2 separate regions of the Mus musculus genome follow, and region 2 is linked to region 1. Evidence: chromatin contacts called from public promoter capture Hi-C data. All regions are on one chromosome and are shown on one strand. Each heading gives the region's core, a stretch centred on a gene start, on an enhancer-like site or on the middle of the called end of the contact. The rest is flanking DNA. Distances are from core to core; before and after follow the strand shown.

Region 1 (2,700 bases), core at 29-2,528:
GACATTCAGCAAGTGTTTATTGGGAGGGGAAGTGTACTCCACTCTAAAAATGGAAATAGCATGTTGAATAAGAAAACAATCCTATTAATCTTGGCTACTCTCTCAGGAAGAAATACTTTCTCAAAAACCTCATAATCCATACAAAAAGAAATCTTACTTGTTTGATCTTACAACAAATATACCAGTACAGTATGTAGTGTAAATGCAAAGATAAATAAAATTAAAAAAAAGCAAAACCTAACCAGTCTATTTTCGTCATGAGAGAGGAGAAAAAAAACCCTAACAAAGTCTCTGTTGGAACGCTCAGCGATTTCCATTCCTAAGTACCACAAACTGAAATTCTTTTATTGAATAATTTCTTCCTACAGCGGACTTGTTTCCCCCATTGCACGCTACCAAAATTATCAGTATTCTGCCAGAACATGGTCGTTTAAGACCACTAATGAAACCCTACAGGACCGCAATCCAAAATGCCAGTCATGATTCCTGTAAGGTCCAGAAAAAATCCCAAATTGTAGTCCCAGGCCACGGAAACAGTCTATGCAAAGGACTCCAAGAATAGGATGTCCTCATGGACGCGATCAGTCATGACCTCCCTGACACCACATGACCTTTCTACGAAGGCAGTTCTTAAAACTTAGCAACTGAGCTCTCCCCTCTCTGAAGTTCAAGGAGGCAGGGCGGCTGCTGAGATGCGCGGGTCGGCTGCTCAGTGCCACCCCGGGTCAAGTGCTCGTCTTTCGCTACCCCCCTTACCGTGAGCAGATCAGAGAGGGAAGAAAGAAAAAGTGGCCTCCAAGGATGGGTTTGGGGAAGAAGGGAGGGGCAGCTCCGTGTGTGGTAACCGTTTGTGAACACGTAGGGTGGTGGCGCGCGGGCCGAAAAGAACCAACTATGGGAGCCCGTCGTGGCGTCCGCCATGACGGCCCGCCAGGGAGGCCCATCACTGCGCCTGCGCGCCAGGCAGGCAGCCGCCCAGCGACCTCTCCTTCCTCTGCCGCGTAATCCCTCCGCTGAAGGCCGCGCACTAATTTTAATCACGCCCCGCCCCCTAGCCTCTGGCGTCACCTCCGCCACTCCAGCGCTTTCCAGCAGCTTCCAGAACCAAGCCTGCCCCACCCCCTCCAGCTCCCTCCCCCTCCCCCTCCCCCGTCCTCCCGACTCACACTTTGCAGGCTCTGTAGCGAGGGGCCCCGCCCTGTCGCCGCAGTTCCCACTGCGCCTGCGCCTGCTGGGCGGGCAAGCCACGCCTCTGCGGAGCCCTGCCGGAAGTGCTCTGGTCTTCCCCTTCCCCGGCCCTGCCCGCGTGCTCTCAAGCAGGGCTGCCTGCCGCAGGAAAGTGTTTGTGGGGTAGCTCTTGGGCGGCGGACTCGCAGGCGGAAGTTGCTTTCCTGGCGGAGAGGGCTGTGGGGGAGGAGCCGTCCGAGGGAACGTGGGTTGAACGTTACGGTTAGATGGTGGGGACCTCAAGCTGGAAGAGGAGTTCGGGTCCACTGTATGCGAAGAAGGAGCGTACTTCGGGAGGGTAAGGAAGACAGTAGTTCCCTCGGGAAGTAGAAATTGGGACGGCTGGAGTGCCCGGGGTGGGTCGTTGGCGCGCTGAAAAGATGGGGTAGGAACGAGGTTGTGGTGGGCAAGGTGGAGGATGGAGGTGCAGGCTGGGTCTTCAGGTTCCGGTTAGGCTCAAAGAGGTAAACGCTGAAGAGAAACCAGAGTTTGTGCCCGCCCCACGAAGAGCGTGGAGATGGGCTGGGTAACGGAACGCCGCGCCTCTTGGACTTCCTTGGTAGGCTTTTGAAGCTCAGTTCGCGTGGACCCATCCGTCTCAAATTCGGGAAGCTGGACTGGGTACCAAGCAGTATTGGGCTCTGTAAAGCCTATCCCTTCGCTGGGGCTTAAGTCTGCTGGCCTTGAAAATTCATATGCAGAGCCGAGAGATAAAGCTCCGAAGGGTTCCAGGCCCTTTGAATACCTGTAATAGTTTCTACACATGCAGTGAATTAAATTTAAATCCCTCTCGTGATTGGCTGCTAAATGGATCTATTCTGGGCTGATATCTCCCATTAAGGTCTCCGGAATGCGACTTACCTACGTTGAAGGTGGGGGCTCGGTGGTGGGCGTAGGTAAGAGGAAAAGTGCCGGAGATGAACACTGGAAAACCTTGGTTGTTCTCCTTGAAATAAGCTCATGTCATAATCTTTAGGATGTACTGAGCTGTTTGGGCGGACTTCCTACAATCAGATTGGATTAAATAGGTGGTTTGAAGCGGAGCTGTCATTTTGACAGTGATATGAATGGAAAGAGAGACAAGTTCGAAACATTTCCAAAGCCTCGTTCACGAGTTTAGATGGCGCCTACTGTGCAAACATGGGAGATGAGAGTGAGTAGACGGCACAAACTTTCTAGTCTGTATTTGGAAACCCAAAAGATGCCAAAATTTAGATACTGTACAGGGAGGAGCTAGCAGTTACACTTGGAGAAAAGATAATGAAGGTAATTTATTCCTAGACAAATTGAAATTTGAGACCCACCCCGGGGTTTTGTGTATAATACAGTGCTTGAAAAACCCCAAGAGTCTACTTCTGGTATTTTAAAACTTGAATATTCTTTGGGGAGGGGGAATTTCTTAATATTGTTTAGTGTTTCTACTACCATCTTAATGGGTCTCCTCCCTCCTTCTCTCCTTCCCTCCCTCTCCTT
Region 2 (2,700 bases), core at 31-2,530, 1.5 Mb after region 1:
GGTTCTTGAGCAGTGGGATGAACACTGGATCCCTAGGTCCACCAACCGGTGAGGAGCCATGTAGACATTAATAATCTTTCATTTACACAGCACATAATCTGTGCTGCACCACAGGGTTTAAAACATCGCACAAGAGGTGGAATACACCTTTAATTCTAGCACTTGGGAGGCAGAGGCATAGAGGCAGAGGCAGGTGGGTCTCTGTGAGCTCCAGACCCAGACAGAGCTACATAGTGAGACCCTATCTAACAAAACAAGACAAAACAACAAAAAAAGCCAGGAGTGGTGGCACATACCTTTAGTCCCAGCATTGGGAAGGCAGTGGCTGGAGGATGGAGCCTAGCCTGGGTTATATAGTGATTTCTAGGCCAGTCAGGGCTGCATAGTGAGAGCGTATTCTCAAATAAAATAATACACATTTATTTTTTATTTTATGTGTATGAGTACACTATAGCTATACAGATGGCTGTGAGCCTTCATGTGGTTGTTGGGGAATTGAACTTAGGACCTCTACTCACTCCAGTTGGCACCCTCTCGCTCCAGAAGATGGTGGGTGTCAGATCTCATTATGGGTGGTTGTGATCCACCATGTGGTTGCTGGGGTTTGAACTCAGGACCTTCGGAAGAGCAATCGGTGCTCTAACCCGTTGAACCATCTCGCCGTCCCCCTCCTTTTTTTTTTTTTAGAAATTAAAAAAAAAAAAAAAGGCCGGGCGTAGGGAAAATGCCAGTACTAAGGAGGCAGAAGCAGAGGCAGGCAGATCTCTGAACTCGAGGGCAGCCTGGTCTACATGGTAAGATCATGTGTAGCCTGGTGTACACAGTGAGCTCCACAGGCCAGCTAGGGCGGCAAAGGAAAGAAAAAGGAAAGAAAAAAAAAAAAGCCTCATCCAAAAAAGGAAAGAAAAAAAAAAGCCAAAGCCAGCGGAGTTCAGCTATCTACAGATTTCCCGCCAAAGCCTGGGAGGCTGAGTCCAAGCTGAGAGAACGCACTGACAGCTGCCCATCACTCTGCTGCCAAGGAGACAGAGGAGGCCGCGCCAGCAGGGCGGAGCCTGCGCGTGCGCGCCCCCGGGTGTGTGGGGCGGAGCCCGGAGCGCGGGCTGAGGAGCGCGTGCGCACGCGCCTGAGCGAGAAGCCGTGCGGCCGGTAGGGGGCGCTGAGAACCCACGCGGCGCTCTGCCTGCCCCCCAGGCGCTGTCCGCCGCGGTTCGATTGGAGCAGCCGCGGAGCTGCTCTTGGCGCCATTTTGAAGCGGAGAGGCGGAGGAACGGCCTGGACTGGCTGCGGAAGGGGAGGGGGGGCGGGAGGAGGCGATTGGATGCGGCGGCGGCGGCGGCGGCGGCGAGGGCGGCGGATCCCCGAGATCGGAGGAGCGCGAGGAGTGTAGGAGCCGGGCGACCGGAGGTAGGAGCGACTCGGGTAACGGAAAGGGAGCGCCTCTTCATCGCCTCAGCGCCCCACGCTCCATTTTTCTAGCGGGGCGTGCGCGCGTGGAGCCGTCGCCCGCTGAGCCTCGCGTGTCCCGGTGTCCCAGCGGGGCTGCGGTGGGGCCGGGGGCGGGGAGGCCGCGGGCCGCGGCTGGCGCCGGCCCGGAGTGACCTTTGCGGGGGCCGCGGCCGCGCCCCTCCCCCTCCCCTCTCCTCCCCCTGGAGAGAAGCCCCCCGCGCCGCTTCCCCCTTCCGGCTGCCTGCGGGCCCGGCGCGAGGGGAGGCGCGCCGCACTGCTCGGGAGTCGGGGAAGAGCCGGGAGCCGGCCGAGAGAGCGAGAGCGAGAGAGAGAGAGAGAGAGAAAGAGGAGAGAGTCAGAGAGAGTCAGAGAGAGAGAGAGAGAGAGAGAGAGAGAGTCCTCGGGCGACCGCGGGTGCAGCCCCACGGCGGTACGGACAGTGTGCGGTGCGGGCTCGCCCGCCCGCCTCTGCACCGTTATTCCACTGACACTCTAAAAGTTTGCGGTCCGGGAGAAGCCCTGGCGGCGGCGGCGTTGGTGTTGGCGGCGTTGGCGGCGGCTGTGGCTGTGGGTCTGCTTTTTGTTTTGTTTCGGTTTTTGCTCTGTACGTTGAAGAGCAAATGTGATGTTTGCACATAGGAGCAGGCATGTAGCATGCAGCCGACAGGTGTTTGCAGGGTCGACGGAACCCCGAAATTCAGCACCTGCTCTTCAGCGCTGCATGCTATTCCAGTACGAACTCCCGAGGGGTTTGAAAGAAGAGTGATTCGTTCGCTCCATCCTCAGGAACCCTACCAAGATTTAAAAGCCCCCCCCCCCCCCCATATTTTTGATTTCAAAGAATGCTCCTTTGATACTAGAGTTAGGAACTGATGGGTGGCTGTAATCGCTCCAAGGAGCGGTCTCTCTGTTGAATACTTGTTGAAGCTTTGGAAGTATTGTTTCATTTTTGAAGGTTGGTCTGAGGTCCTGAGAGAGTTGGGGAGGCCTGTGGACTTCAACGAAATAACCTTTTAAAAGCCAGGTGTATGTAGTGTAGGAGGTGGGCTGTAGCTAACTTATGATGACTGAAGTGGAGAAGGGCAATTTAAGCATTGTTCTCAGCACATGTAGTTAACAGTTCCACGAGGGGGTGTTTTCTGTGTTAACTTTTGTGAAAGTCAACTAAGTTGGCACAAGCGCGGGTTTCAGAGGCTATCTCTTGGCTGTGCACTAGACATGTCAGATGCTAGTGTTTGGGGGACTTTAGTA

Evidence for each region. Promoter capture Hi-C pulls out the DNA fragments that hold promoters and counts their contacts.
Region 2: a promoter capture Hi-C map of fetal liver shows a contact between it and region 1, with 4 times the contacts expected there. The contact joins the promoter of Pds5b here to the promoter of Uspl1 in region 1. A contact is called at or near these places in 1 of 39 promoter capture datasets (fetal liver) and 1 of 9 other capture datasets (adipose tissue).

Annotation. Positions count from the first base shown.
Region 1 is chr5:149,183,282-149,185,981 of GRCm38.p6, forward strand. It overlaps Uspl1 (ubiquitin specific peptidase like 1), which reads left to right and starts at 1,279. Exons shown (of 9, transcript NM_001115149.1): 1 at 1,279-1,525.
Region 2 is chr5:150,672,547-150,675,246 of GRCm38.p6, forward strand. It overlaps Pds5b (PDS5 cohesin associated factor B), which reads left to right and starts at 1,281. Exons shown (of 35, transcript NM_175310.6): 1 at 1,281-1,407. Gm40353 reads left to right here. Exons shown (of 6, transcript XM_017321266.1): 2 at 1,195-1,422; 3 at 1,480-2,016.